Linked DNA regions of Sus scrofa: region 2 is linked to region 1. A link is a contact called in public Hi-C data. All regions are on one chromosome and are shown on one strand. Each heading gives the region's core, a stretch centred on a gene start, on an enhancer-like site or on the middle of the called end of the contact. The rest is flanking DNA. Distances are from core to core; before and after follow the strand shown.

Region 1 (7,132 bases), core at 3,000-5,499:
GCAGATGGGCTCCATTTCCACTTTAGTATTAGCTGAGTAAATCCCATGATTTCTCCGAGCAAGACATCTGTTAAACACTTTAACACGACTAGGAGCGAATTATCATTATGTCTAAACTTGTGGCTACCCAGTACAGCTGCCATTGGCCACATGTGGTTATTAGCTAAATGTTAATTTTAATTAAAAATAAAAACTCAGTTCATCAGTCACACAGGCCAGATTTCAAGAGCTCAGGAGCCACATGTAACTCAGGGCTGCCCAGGTCTGAGACAGTTCCACTGACGTGCAGAGCGTGCAGACAGCACCGGTCTGCATTTCCATTCCAGAGGGGAAAAAAGCTTCACCAGCGTGTTCAGGCCTTAGAGCTTAGAAATAGAGGGCCTGGAATTAAGAGGGAAACATGTACTTAAAATGGCTTACAATGCTAGAGTACACGACGTGTTGAGGCACATGAAATTGTGGTAGTGACTTTTTGACCAACAAAAGTGACAGTTTCACATAACTTGATCCGTATCAATATATTAACACCACACGTCATTAAACTTGAAACGTGTAACTCGTCTGATCTTGCGCCTACGAACCCAGGCTTTTTTGCTTAGAAGGTACACATTTGTAACTCTGACTATTTGCACTTAAGATTATTAGTTTCTGGATGGGCAGCAGTTGTAACTGTGGCAGGAAAGCCTCAGGCAGTATTGATGGAGCAAAGTGGCCTTTGTACCAAATTTATAGCTGACTAGATGGGCAAGTGGTCCTCACACGGGCAGCATAGTTAGCTTAGGAGATAACACATCTCCTCTTTGACTTTTGTCGTGTTTTTATTTCCTGATTTACTTCAGCAGATGTGTTTGAAGGACATCATGAAGGTTCTTTGGAAGAGTGACTGGATCCATGTGAACCGTGCCCTTGAACACTTGTGATATAAATGTGCCTATTTGTATTTTTAAAATTTAACTGTGCAGCCTTATCATGCCTATTTCAGAAGCTGACCTTCGTGCTCTGCAGGGCTTGTCCCGCGTGCTGTGTTGTCTCTAGTGTGCAGGTGGCTTCTCGTTCAGAGAGCAGCGCTGAGGCAGGGCCTTGTGCCGAGTCACAGTCACAGGGCTCCTCGGAACAGGAACAGGAGAACTCTCACAAGTCCTCCCGCACAGGTGGGGGATGGAAACAGTTTGTGGCAACACAAATCTCTCTCCATGGTGGAGAAACCTGTGCTTATCCACTGGATTCTACTCAGTGTCTAGTGATCCAGATGTAACACAACTAAGCCGGGCAAGTGTATGGGCCCTCCCTGGTTGTATTAAATGTGTGTCTCACCTCTGGAACCTACTCAGCAGCTTGGTTTCTGGGGCTGGGCACACATTTACTTCTTAAAGCCAAGCCTCTCCTTCACTGGTTTAGTGTGTACCTAAGTCTGTTTAGTACACTTGGCCCACGTCAACCTCCACCGTCCCCCTGTTGCTGAAGTATCCTCTTCACTCGGGCTCTGGAGACACTCATGAGCAAAAGTCTGTGCCTGCAGCCAGGGCATGGGTCCCAGGTGACAGGAAGGGGTGGGTGTGTGCTGGCGTCATGCTGCAGTCCAAGGTCTAAGCATCGCTTCACTGGGTGCATGCCTTTCCCCCTCAGGTCTGAGGGCGACGGACTCCAGACTGCCCTCTTCGAGTCGTGCTGTGATGCAGTTATGTTCACTAAGACCTAGTTTGTCCGATGCTGAGAAGATTAACTGTGCCAGTGACCAATTTCATTTAAGTTGTAACCATACCCCTTTTCTGCTTCACCAACCCGATCTTTTTTATGGAAAGTATCATTAAAGATCTGGTCTCTTTCCTTTTGACTATTATTTCTGAACACCTTTCAGTGTTGCAAAGTTAGGTGACAATGAACCTGCTTAAGCTATGAACCTTCTGAGCCAGCCAACAGGTAATAGAAGGTTTTTACAGACCCCCTGCCAGCTGGGGCTGCTGGTGCATGTGGGCCCAGATGGCTTGACTTGGAGGGGCAGGGGGGTGGCGGGAGAGCTCCTCTAGTGCCTGCACTCAGGTGCACTAAGGGAGCTCACTTGTGTTGGGCAACTTCATCCTGTCTTCCCTTGTGACACTGATTTTATTAAAATGAGGTCCACTTGCCTCTTCACAGCTAGACACTACCCTGAAGAACCAGGTTTGGGGCTCTGAGCAAAGAATCACCTTTCAAAGTCAAAACAGGTCAACAAGTGCCATTGCTTTAAAAAAAAAAAAAATTCTGCTTTGCGGTAAACTGTACACTCCCTCTCTGCCCCATGTCCCCTGCAAACCAAAAAAACTAAGAACCACCTGTGTCCACATCCACTGTTTTTCCGTGTTACTTATTTGCCGGTTCCTATCAGCCTTCTAAAGTTTGAAGACAGAGGCGCCTGCAGCCCAAATGGTTTTGCCTCCAGTTCCCACATCACACATTTCCTTCTGGCAGCTGTGCAGCTGCTGTTGTTGCAGCCAAGCAGCCGAGCTCCACATGGGCAGAAAAGAAGGAGCTGTGGTCACAACACCTGGCCCTGAGCCAGACCCCTCCCCAAAAGCAGCCATGCACGTGCCCCCCCCCCCATATCCTGGGATGCTTCAGCGAAGGAGCCAGGCTCTGAATGTGAGGCCTGCCTATCTTTCACTGTTTGAGCAGCGCTGCAGGAGTGCAACTTGGAAACCACAAGGAAGCAAAAGGACTCTCCCCCACAGACAGTACACTTAACACTGCTCTGTCTTTTAAGAAGGTGAAAGAATGCCCTACTTCCAGGGCTCAGCCCTCTGAAAAGGATGGGTTTGTGAAGGACTGGGGAGGGAGGGGGCTAATAAGGCTTTCCACTAAACCCACCGGTGGTACAGCAGCACCCCTGGTGTGGATACGTTTAACTAGAGCTGGAAGAGGGACTCTGGCTGTCAGCTGGGACAACTACGATGATGAGCTGGAAAGAGCAGTACCTAGTTGTCCTTTCCTTGAGAAACACTTCTTCCTTTTGGCTGTTTCTTGGTTTATGTTGTTTTCAAGGAAAGTCAGACCTTCCATTTCACCTTGGCAAGTGGTGGGGTGACTGTGATGGACTCCTCAGAGCACGGGAGCTGATGCCAATGGCTGCCTTCTTCCCTTGGCTGCATTCTGCTTTCACAGGCCAAGCTGCACCAGGGCTGACCGAGCCTTAGCCTCAGAAGAGGTGTTTCATCTGTGTTACTCCACCCACGTGCAAAACAAAGTGTTCCCCCTCCTTCCAATTCCCATTATGTGGGAGAAGGAATGGAGGTGACCACTGAGGGGCTGCTCCCTGGTCTAGCAGAGGAAGACCGGTTTCCTCGTCTCATTACTTAACCCACCAAGCCAACCAACTGGTACACAGAGTGAGGCCTTCGCAGGAGGAAAACTGAGGTGGGGTCTGGTCAAGGATCGGGAGCGAAGTGATATTAGAAAATGCTTCATGGATTGAGAAATCTCAGATCCTGAATAGAGAATAAAAAAAACCTTCAGGAAGCCTGGCTAGCAGCTCACCGCCAGGAGCTCAGGGCATTCACAAGGAAGATGGTGTGTGACTGGCTCAATGGGCAAGCGCAGACTGAAGTACAGCAACCTAAAACTGTTTCAAGCAGTTTTGTATTAGGAGCTACCTCAACCACCCTGACATTTTGGAAAATACAGGCTGGATACAGCAGGACACAACTCTTAAAGGCTAAAGCCAAGTAAACCGAAGTTTAAAAAGTGACACATATATACACAGAAGAATCTTGGAGAGAGAAGCTACTGAGGACAAACCCTTTATGGAAAAAACGAAGGGTATACATAGAGGCAAATGGGAGACCGAGGAAATCCCTGTGCCTGGAGGAGGGCAGCAGGATTTGAAGGCAGTTCTGAAGCCTGGAAAGTGTCACTACTGAGCAAAAGTAACAGAAAAGGGGTACTACCCATGCCTTCTGCTTACATCTCTGAGCACAAAACTACCACACTGCTCTTTATAGACAAACCTTTTCCTACAAAGAGCAGAGCAAAAGACTCCTATTGATGTCCCAGAAAATAAAAACAGACACTGTTTGCAATTAGAGTCCTTCCCAGTGACAAGAGACTTGCAGGCCCAGACGGAGGTGGTCTAGCCAGTACCACGAATGAAAACGCCAAAAGAGCTCTCTGCCTAATGCCATTGTCAGCTAAAAGCAAAGAAATCCCTTTTAAGGAAGCTATTTAACTTCAATACGCTGCTTCTCTGCCAAGATCTTCAATTCCTCTGAACATAAGCCGAGCCACACACTGCTGCACGTATGTCTGGGCCTGGACCTCCCCCCTCCTCAGAGCGGCAGCACCAGTTGTTGGCCAAAAATAAACACCATTCCTCAACCATATATGTCCACCAGCCCAGAGCTGGGGAGGAGCAGCAGGAGGTAGGTCAGGTCCCCGGGCTCCAGTCATACTCTGTGTGGCCGCTGCACACCATGCACATCACCCAGCTCAACCGGGAGTGCCTGCTGCACCTCTTCTCCTTCCTGGACAAGGACAGCAGGAAGAACCTCGCCAGGACCTGCCCCCAGCTCCAGGACGTGTTTGAGGACCCCGCACTCTGGCCCCTGCTGCACTTCCGTTCCCTCACAGAACTCAAGAAGGACAACTTCCTCCTGAGCCCAGCCCTCAGGAGCCTCTCCATCTGCTGGCATTCCAGCCGCGTGCAGGTGTGCAGCATTGAGGACTGGCTCAAGAGCGCCCTCCAGAGGAGCATCTGCAGCCGGCATGAGAACCTGGTCAATGATTTCCTCCTCCAGGTGTGCGACAGGTAGGCCACCTCCTGTGCTGGCTTTGCTGGCTCTGGCATCTGGAGTTCTATGAGGCTTCTGGGGGGCAGGGAAGAGCAAACCACAAGAGGATGGCTCCGATTTGGAGAGCCTCAGACTAGGCCCAAGGCAACCCCCTGCTCCCAGGCCCTGCCACAGTGCAGTCCCCAGATGGGGGAAATGGGCACCAAGCCTCCCCTTAGCCTCACAGGTCCTAGAGCTGCTTCTGCAAAGAGGAAGAACTCGGCTTCAGCTGTCCCCATCTTTTGGGCCAGCTGTCCTCCCTGGCAGCCATTAAACGCTGGGTGGGTCCAGCTGGGCCTTGATTTTTCAAAGTCAGGCCCCAGGAAAAGGTTCCTAGATTCAGCAGTCAGCTCACCGCTCCACCCTGCCCCTAGCAAGCAAACCCCAAGACCTGTGAAATGCAGCTGTGGAAGGAGAGCTTAGAGGGCTCAGCTCTGAGTTAGCTAAACCAAGCTAGGCTCCGGAAATAGGGGTGGTGATAAATTATGGTTTCCTAGAAACTTACTAATCTTCACGCTACCCAAAGGAGAAAGTGTTCTAGCCTAAGTTTTCAGATAAGCAAACCAAAGCTCTGACAGGTTGTGTGATCTGCCCCAAAGTCTAAAGCTGCCAGATTTTAGCAAATAAAAACTCAAGCCCAGTTAAATCAGCAAGGTGTGGCCTGGCCTTCCCAGGCCACTGTCTGGGCACACCAAGTGTCCCCAGAGTTACCAAAAAAAAAAAAAAAGCAAAGGACTTGATGGTCATGGTCCTCCTCCGAGTCCCTCAGTTCTGCTAGTGTCCATGTGACCCCAGCCCCAATATTTAAACTCTTTCAACCTCATTTCTTCATCCATAAAGTGGGATAAATTGCCTTATCTTGCAGGCTAAAAGAATTAAATGACACAGTAGCACGGGCACATAGTGGGTATTGCCAAGTATCCACCAATTCTAGATCTGGCAGTCTTCTGGGGAGGGGGTGTTGGGAAGAACAGGTGAGGATGGCTGGGCCAGGATGGAGGCGGCTCTTTCTCTGGTGTCTTCCTGCATCAGGCTTACTCTAAAGGTTCTCAGAGGAAGGGATCACTTAACACCCTTGGGGCTTAAACACCTACCTAGTCCTTACAACCAACCTGAAGGTAACACTTGTCAGATGAAGAGGGGCCCCAGTAAGGTTTAGACATTTGTCCTGGGTCAGACAGCAAATAAGTCACAGGCAAGTCACTTGAGCTCTCTGGGCCAGTTTCCTCACAAAATGGGGTGGAGCGTTGGTATGAAGCATAAGGAAGGCGTGTCAACTTGGGCAGATGCGACGCACTCAGCGTGTGGATGTGGCCATGCTCAACCTATTTCAGTTCCTTCCTTCCTCAGGCAAAGGGAGCTGAGCTGGTGCAGGCAAGTTCAGTCAAAAGGCAATGGGGTAGGCTGATGGGGAACAGAACCCCCCCCCCCTTCCCCGGGGCTGACTCCAGCTTCCTCTGGCTACAGGAAACCAAAGCCAGCGCCCACCAGTCAGGTTCTTCTTGACAGGAAGCAGTCTGGTCCTGCTCGCTCCCAGGAAACATGGGTTTTGATTGCCTATAGAAGTCCCTGTGCAGGCTCCAGACATCCCAAATCTCATTTAATCCTCCAACAATCCCACCGGTAGGCGTTATTCTCCCTCCCCCAACTCCTACTTCACCCCTACCCAAGGCAACAGGTGAGGAGAGAACCAAAGCAGCTACAGTCGTTCCTCCTTGGAACCAGCATCTCTATGTTCACAGCAGGACACGGACCTGGGTCTCCACTGGGGTCTCCTGAGGCTAAGAGCTCACGCAGATTAAAGCACGGCGGGGCGAGTGGCAGAAAGGGAAGGAGAAACGGGACAAAAGCCCCAGTTCAGATCCAGGCTCCGTTACTGCAGAGTTCTCGTCTCTGATACGCCTGGTCTCCCAGAGTTGGAAAACGCACCAACCACCTCAGGGAACTTCGGGAAGCGGCGTGGCGCGGGGAGGGGGCGCACGCTAGCATTCTAACCGCACCCTCCTCGGCACTGGCCCGCGGTCACCGCGTTCTCTCCGCAGGTGCCCCAACCTGGCATCCGTCACGCTATCCGGCTGCGGTCACGTCACCGACGACTGCCTAGTGCGTCTGCTCCTCTCCTGCCCGCGCCTGCGCGCTCTGCGCCTGGAGAACTGCGCGCGCGTCACCAACCGCACGCTGACAGCCGTGGCGGCGCACGGGCGCGCGCTGCAGACGCTGCACGTGGACTTCTGCCGCAACGTGAGCGCGGCTGGCCTGCGCCGCCTGCGCGCCGCGTGCCCGCGCCTGACGCTGCGCGCCGAGCACAGCGCAGCCATGATCCCAGACCAGCC
Region 2 (7,132 bases), core at 3,166-5,665, 120 kb before region 1:
AACAGTGCACATACCCAAAGATGGAATAAAGAGGCAAAGCCAGTCACCTACCCTCTGGTCATGACCTTTGTCATGTTAAATTCTCAGCCCGAAGCCTTTTATTTTCTGAAACACTTGACTTCATCCTATGATTAAAAGCTAACTTCCTGTTTTCAAATGATATGTATGTCATGGCAAAGTAGTTTGCAAACAGTGAGCCTTAATGAACATGAGCTCCTCAAGAATTCAGCAAATTTATAAAAGCCATTCTTCCCTTTGGAAGTTGGAGTGCACAGGGCTGGTACAAGGACATTTGTACCTTAAACTGAGCCTTCTTGCTGGAATAAGAATGTTTCAAAGCGGCATCTTCCTACACATCTGATCTCCAGTTAAAAGGGAAAAAGGAACAATTGAGAGCTTTGTAGAGGCCCAACCGGCCACTGAAATGATCCTCATCAGCACAAAATCCTAAAGGTTGTAAGGACTCAGGATTCCTATGAATGGAATTGTTTCCCAAACAGCTCTGCACTCCTCCACCACCATTCCATCCCCCCAACACACACACACACACACACACACACACACGCACACATACTGTACTAGTACTCTTTCAGATGAGAGGGGCAACGGTGGCATTCAGTGGCCAGAGAAGACCAAACTGAGGAATGGGGGGTTGTAAAGGATACATGTTGTACCCATACTTCAAACACGCATTTATATTAGCAGTTATTAATACAGTGACACCTCATATATCCAGAGGTTCTTATGCAGCCAAATTACTAGTATTGAACACAGATTTTCCACATGGTACTACTTTGATTTTTTTGAGCTATCAAATATAAAATTTTCCTCAACAGTCTTTTCCATTTTATAATGTTCCTGTGTTGCCCACCAGTTTTTTCCCTGGCTTAACTCCCAAGGAGCAGGCAGCCAGATATGGGCCCACCAGGCAGGAGACTGGAGGTTTCTCCTCAGGTAAAATTTGCCCAAGGGAAATGGCTTGCAAGTCACCTAAATAAACAGTGAGAGCCACCTAAGTAAACAGTGGGATCTCTGCCTAGTTATCCTGCCTGAAGCTTTTTAATCAATAACGCTTTCTCTCCCTCTCCCTCCTTTCCCTCTCTTTCCCTCCCTTCCTCCTTCTCCCTCTCCCTTTAAGTCTCTCTCTCTCTCTCCCTCTCACATACACGCAAACAGACACACACAGATTTTTTTAATCAGCTTTTTCATGCTTCATTCTTAAATAAGGCTAAATAACCAAAAATCATATAATCGAGGAAAAGTCTCTAATTTAAAAAATAGCAGCTAAAACAAATAAAACACTGAACTCAGAGAAAAATAGAGACATTCAGAAAAAAAGGAGAAAAGAAAGATACATTCTGTGGTTAATCCTCAGGAAGAGAAAATAATGTACCCATGAAAAATAGAACAGGATACTTTTTTTTTTTTTTTAAGAAGCATCTGGAAAACAAACAACTCTTGGAATTAAAAAGATGATAGCAGAGTTTACAACTCAATTAAAGAGATGGGAAATAAAATTTAGGAAATCTCTCAAAACAAATCCATAACTTTGTTGAAATCTGGCATTTAAGATGCACTTGCTTTATCAATCAAAAATTATTCAGGGGGGTTCCTGTCGTGGCTCAGTGGTTAGCGAAGTGAATCCAACTAGGAACCATGAGGTTGTGGGTTCAATCCCTGGCCTTGCTCAGTGGATTAGGGATCCAGCGTTGCCATGAGCTCTGGTGTAGGTCGAAGACATGGCTCGGATCCCACGTTGCTGTGGCTCTGGTGTAGGCTGGTGGCTATAGCTCCGATTGGACCCCTAGTCTGGGAATCTCCATATGCCACAGAAGTGGCCCAAGAAATGGCAAAAAAAAAAAAAAGACCAAAAAAAAAAAATTATTCGGGAAGCCTTAGTTTAGGAAATCAATTTTTCAGTATTTCCTCAGGAATCAACATCTGGCTTCTGAGACATGAAGGACTCCACCCTTCCCATGTTTGTGTTTTGACTCCCAAGAGGCCTTATTTTGTTATTTTTTATGGCTGAGTAGTATTCCACTGTGTAAATACACCACATCTTAATCCATTCATCTGTCAGTGGACATTTAGGTTATTTCCATGTCTTAGCTATTGTGAATAGTGCTGCAGTGAATATAGGGGTGCATGTATCTTTTTCAAGGAAAGTTTTGTCTGGATATATGCCCAAGAGTGGGATTGCTGGGTTATATGGTTTTCTGAGGTATCTCCATCCTGTTTTCCATAGCGGTGGTACCAATTTACATTCCCACCAGCAGTATAGGAGGGCTTCCTTTTCTCCATACCCTCTCCAGCATTTGTTATTTGTGGATTTATTAAAGATGGCCATTCTGACTGGTGTGAGGTGGTACCTCATTGTAGTTTTGATTTGCATCTCTCTAATAATCAATGATGTTGAGCATTTTTTCATGTGTTTGTTGGCCTTCTGTATCTCTTCTTTGGAGAAATGTCCATTCAGGTCTTTTGCCCACTTTTCAATTGGGTTGTTGGTTTTTTTGCCGTGGAGTTGTGTAAGTTGTTTGTGTATTTTAGAGATTAAGCCTTGTCAGTTGCATCGTTCGCACATGGAAGTCCCCAGGCTAGGGGTCTAATCAGGGCTGTAGCCACCAGCCTATGCCACAGCAACAGCAATGCCAGATCCCAGCCGCAGCTGCAACCTATACCACAGCTCATGGCAACACCGGATCCTTAACCCACTGAGTGAGGCCAGGGATGGAACCTGCATCCTCATGGATACTAGTCAGATTCATTTCTGCTGAGCCACGACGGGAACTTCCCTCATTTTAAACATTTTAAGGTGTGCAATTCAGCAATAGTTAGGGCATCTACAATGTGCAATCACCACCACCATCCAGTTAGAACATTTTCATCACTCCAAAAGGAGACCTCATACTCAATTAGCAGTCACTTTCCATTTTCCCTTTCCCCTAGACCCTGGCAACTACTAATCTACAGATGAGAAAATCTCTATGGGAGTTCCCGCTGTGGCGTATCGGAAACTAATCCGACTAGGAACCATGAGGTTGCGGGTTCGATCCCTGGCCTTGCTCAGTGGGTTAAGGATCCAGCATTGCTGTGAGCTGCGACTCAAATCCCACATTGCTGTGGCTGTGGTGTAGGCCAGCAGCTGTAGCTCCGATTCGACCCCTTGCCTGGGAACCTCCATATGCTGCAGGTGCAGACCTAAAAAGCAAAAATTAAAAAAAAGAAATAGATATATCTTTTCTGGATATTTCATGTAAATGGTCCGGCTTCTTTTTGTTAGCGTAATGTTTTACAGGCCATCCAAACAGAAGCATGGGGGGTTTCCGTTTTGGCTCAGTGAAAACAAACCTGACTAGTATTCATGAGGATGCATGTTCGATCCCTGGCCTCATTCAGTGGGTTAAGGATCCAGTGTTGCTGTGAGTTGTGGTGTAGGCTGGGGGCTACAGCTCTGATTTGACCCCTTGCCTGGGAACCTTCATTTGCTGCCTGTGTAGCCCTAAAGAGACAAAAAAAGAAGAAAGAAAAAAATAGAAGCATGTGTTAGTACTTCATTTCTTTTTTTGGCTGAGTAATATTTTCAGTATATGGACATTCCACAGTTCATTTATTTAGTGTCAGTTGATAACATTTGGGTTGTTTCCACTTTTTGGGTATTGTGAATAGTGCTGCTATGAACATTCATGCATAATAAGTTTTTGTTTGAACACCTGTTTTCAGTTTAGGGGGGTATAGACCCAGGAATGGAATTTCTCGATCTCATGATAGTTACTGAAATCTCTGCATTGACTTTTGAATGTTGTACCACATGCATATATGACCTAACCAAAACTTTACTATTATACTAAAAATAACTAAGTAGAGATAAATATACCATTTGATAATCACAGTTTGGCAACCCTGCAAAATAAACATTGGATTAATATGTGGCCTCACAAGGCCTAAAAGAAACCAAGGTGTAGAAAGTAAAATATAATCTAATTTTACTAGAACTAGAGTTCACTTCTAGCACAGTAAGGTAGGGATCTGGCATTGTCACTGCAGCGGTTTGGGTCGATGTTCTAACATAGGTTTGATCCCTGGCGGGCGAACTTCCACATGTCACCGGCATGGTCAAAAAATGTACATACATATAATCTAATTTTAAAATATGACTCATAGAACCAGTAGGTCTTCAGGCTGCAAATGCACCCATCATTAAATGTTCCAGCAGCATTGCCCTGGTGAGTGTGGGAAGGACTGTGAGAATGTTTTCTAAATCCATTTTTTTTAAAAAAGGTAAAGCGGTCATTAAAGTTAATTTGAATCGTGTGATTATGTTGGTTTGTCAGTGGCAAGTACCCTCTGTGAGAGAGAGGGCTCACGCAGCACCACCAGTGTCCTCTAGGGGGCGATCCCTGGAGAGCGCTGAGTCCCTGCTGTTGCTCTGCTCTAGCGACCAGGGAGGGTTCATCTCCAGCAGAGCTTTTACAAAGGCCCGAGGAACCCCGTAACGAGGAGCCCAGCGCTGGAAGCACACTTGGAAAACATATTTCTCAAGCCCTTTGTGTTTAAACAAGGAGACTGAGACCCAGAGTGGTTGCTGATGGCCACACAGACTTAAACACCAAGCCTGGAAATCTTTGCTGTGTTGCAATACAAAGTGTGGGGACAGTGACTTCCCAACTCTGAGAGAGCTGAGTTTGGATCTCTCCCTCCTACTCTACTCCTGGCTCCACCCAGTTCCCACCATTTACTTAAAGGGGTGGCCTAGGGCTGGTTGTTTAACTTTCCTGAGCCTGCTTCAGTATCTGTGTGATAGGGGATAATAATATCTAAATAATGTTGATGCAGGAAGAAATGACATCATATACATATACCGCCTTGTTTATGTTTGGTGCCATGTAGGTTCTTGATAAATATTTGTCATGTGAATGAACATCTTAGCCCTCTGCTAATGTTCTGAAGGCAGTGATTCTACTGCCCAAATACATTTCCTTTTTCTTTTTTTTCTTTCTTTCTTTCTTTTTTTTTTTTTAAAGGCAGCACCTGTGGCATATGCAGGTTCCTAGGCTGGGGTCAAATTGGAGCTGCAGCTGCTGGCCTATGCCACAACCACAGCAACACAGGATCCAAGCCACAACTTCGAACTACACACAGCTTATGGCAATACTGGATCCTTAACCCACTGAGACCAGGGATCAAACCCACATCTTCACGGACATTATGCTGAGTTATTAACCCCCTGAGCCATGATGGGAACTCCCCAAATAAATTTTTATTGATGACATTTTAGGCACTATCCTTGTGGGTTTTCTCAAATCTAGAAGGCATATCTTAGGAGGGGAAGGAAAGGAGAGTTTGGGGTGGTAGCACCACTGCTACTGGGGTGAAAAATCTCTCTCGTGAAGCCCAAGCAGCCCTGGGTACTGCCTGCTCTGCTGCCATCACCGGCCTGCACATCAGTCAGCCGGAGGTCCTCGGAGTCCCCAGGTCCTGACATTCTCTGCCAGAAAAGTGAGGCAACAGAGTCACATCCCCCTTGGCCCAATTCCTGCCTCCTCTTCCCCAGGAAAAAAAGCCCGGTTCGGCTGTTTCAAGTAATACTAATCAAAGTGATAAATGAGAACGGTTGTTTATGCCTAGCCATAAGTGATCATGCATATCTTCGAACATATCAGAATAATGAGGTGATAAATTTTATGCATTATGCAATTCAGATTATGTTTTCTCAGTCTTCATAATTTATATGGCACAAAAAATTTAAATTAGGTAATAAGTTGTAATTCTCATAATTTTGCAAGGGTGAGGAAGCCGGGTGGGGATAGGGCTAAAACAATGTTGCTGCACTATACAAAATGGGGGAAATAGAGGAAAAAAGTCTTCTATAATTCCATCATTCAACCACTGATAGTGCTTTCAGTAGATTTTTAAAACATTTTTAAAATGTACTTTTTACGGAGTTGTGATTAGGCTAACATTTCTCTTTTTTAATTTTTTTAATTTATTTTTTATTTTATTTTATTTATTTATTTTTATTTTTTTTTTGTCTTTTCTAGGGCCACACTCGCAGCATATGGCGGTTCCCAGGCTAGGGGTCCAAAAGGAGCAACAGCTGCCAGCCTACGCCACAGCCACAGCAACTCGGGATCCGAGCCATGTCTGTGACCTACACCACAGCTCACGGCAACTAGGCTAACATTTGTTATTAGAAAAATTTGGCTTCCTCAGTGCCTAGCAATGATATTCCTTCATTCATCAAACAGTTCCTAAATGTGTATCATGTGCCCAGCGCTGGGGTACAAAGATGAATTAGACAGGGTCTTCACTAGGATATTTTTACTTCTCCTGACACTGTATTTTCGGTTTGTTTGTGTATCTACTAAATGGTGTTATTCATTGAGAGAAGCCCTCAGAAGAAGAGGACACTGAAATATTAAAGGCAGAGTGGGGGAGGGCAGGGAACAGCAGAAAGCCTGGTGTGGCCAGAGAAGTAGGAAGTGCTCAGTGAGTACTTACAGAGTGAATGAATTATCCCAGCATGCAATGCAAACCCTGTGGTTTAGTCCTTAGGGGGACAAAGTAGCTTTCATGCATCTCTTTCTGCTTCCTTTCTTCTAGGTTTTAAAAAATGTTATATGTGCAGATGTTACCCTCTTGAAATTTCTAGGCAGTTTTTAAGGATCTGACTCCTCTCACAGTCTTCCTCTAATCTCGATTTCTGTTTTAGCTAAGACGCTTTCCATGACTTTGAGTTTTCCTCTTCTCACTCACTTGTATGGATCTCTGTATCATTCTTGGTCTGATTTCCCAGTGCCTAGAACTATACCTGGTTTAATTAAGTGATCACTTAAGGATTTCTTGAATGAGTGAATGCATTTTCCCTTGTGAGTTTCATAATCTTTTTGACTTTCCTTTAGGCTTTTCATTGGTTATACCCATGCCAGTTTCATTTACTTGTGCTTTTTTGGAACTCACATGGCTTACTGTCCACTTTTTACTCCTTTGTTCCTTTTCCTGGGAGAGGTGCCATGAGCTACCTCCCAGGGGTGTCTCCTGGCACACCTGCCTCCTTTGGACTTAGGATGGAGATCTTTTAGGGAAGGGAGGAGAGAATGCCTGCATGCCTGCCTGCCTGCCTGCCTGCCTG

Evidence for each region. A called contact is a pair of places that touch in the nucleus more often than the background predicts.
Region 2: a contact with region 1 is called in a Hi-C map of retroperitoneal adipose tissue, with 2.6 times the contacts expected there. The contact joins the enhancer-like site here to the promoter of FBXL22 in region 1. A contact is called at or near these places in 2 of 5 promoter capture datasets (fetal liver and liver), 8 of 47 Hi-C or Micro-C datasets (alveolar macrophages, blood, embryonic fibroblasts and 4 more) and 2 of 2 datasets of contacts at active chromatin or transcription factors (alveolar macrophages and skeletal muscle).

The regions. Positions count from the first base shown.
Region 1 is chr1:108,409,054-108,416,185 of Sscrofa11.1, reverse strand. FBXL22 (F-box and leucine-rich protein 22) reads left to right here and starts at 4,249. Exons shown (of 2, transcript XM_021094142.1): 1 at 4,249-4,777; 2 at 6,842-7,132. The coding sequence starts at 4,272. It overlaps USP3 (ubiquitin carboxyl-terminal hydrolase 3), which reads left to right. Exons shown (of 16, transcript XM_021094102.1): 16 at 1-1,828.
Region 2 is chr1:108,527,549-108,534,680 of Sscrofa11.1, reverse strand. No RefSeq gene overlaps it. Among named protein-coding and RNA genes, the nearest start is that of USP3, 16 kb to the right of the region's middle. Within about 2 kb of position 4,415, at least 14 of the 83 cell types and tissues checked have an H3K27ac peak or open chromatin away from gene starts, as enhancers often do. A contact at or near this core is called in alveolar macrophages, fetal liver and retroperitoneal adipose tissue, where this site is marked.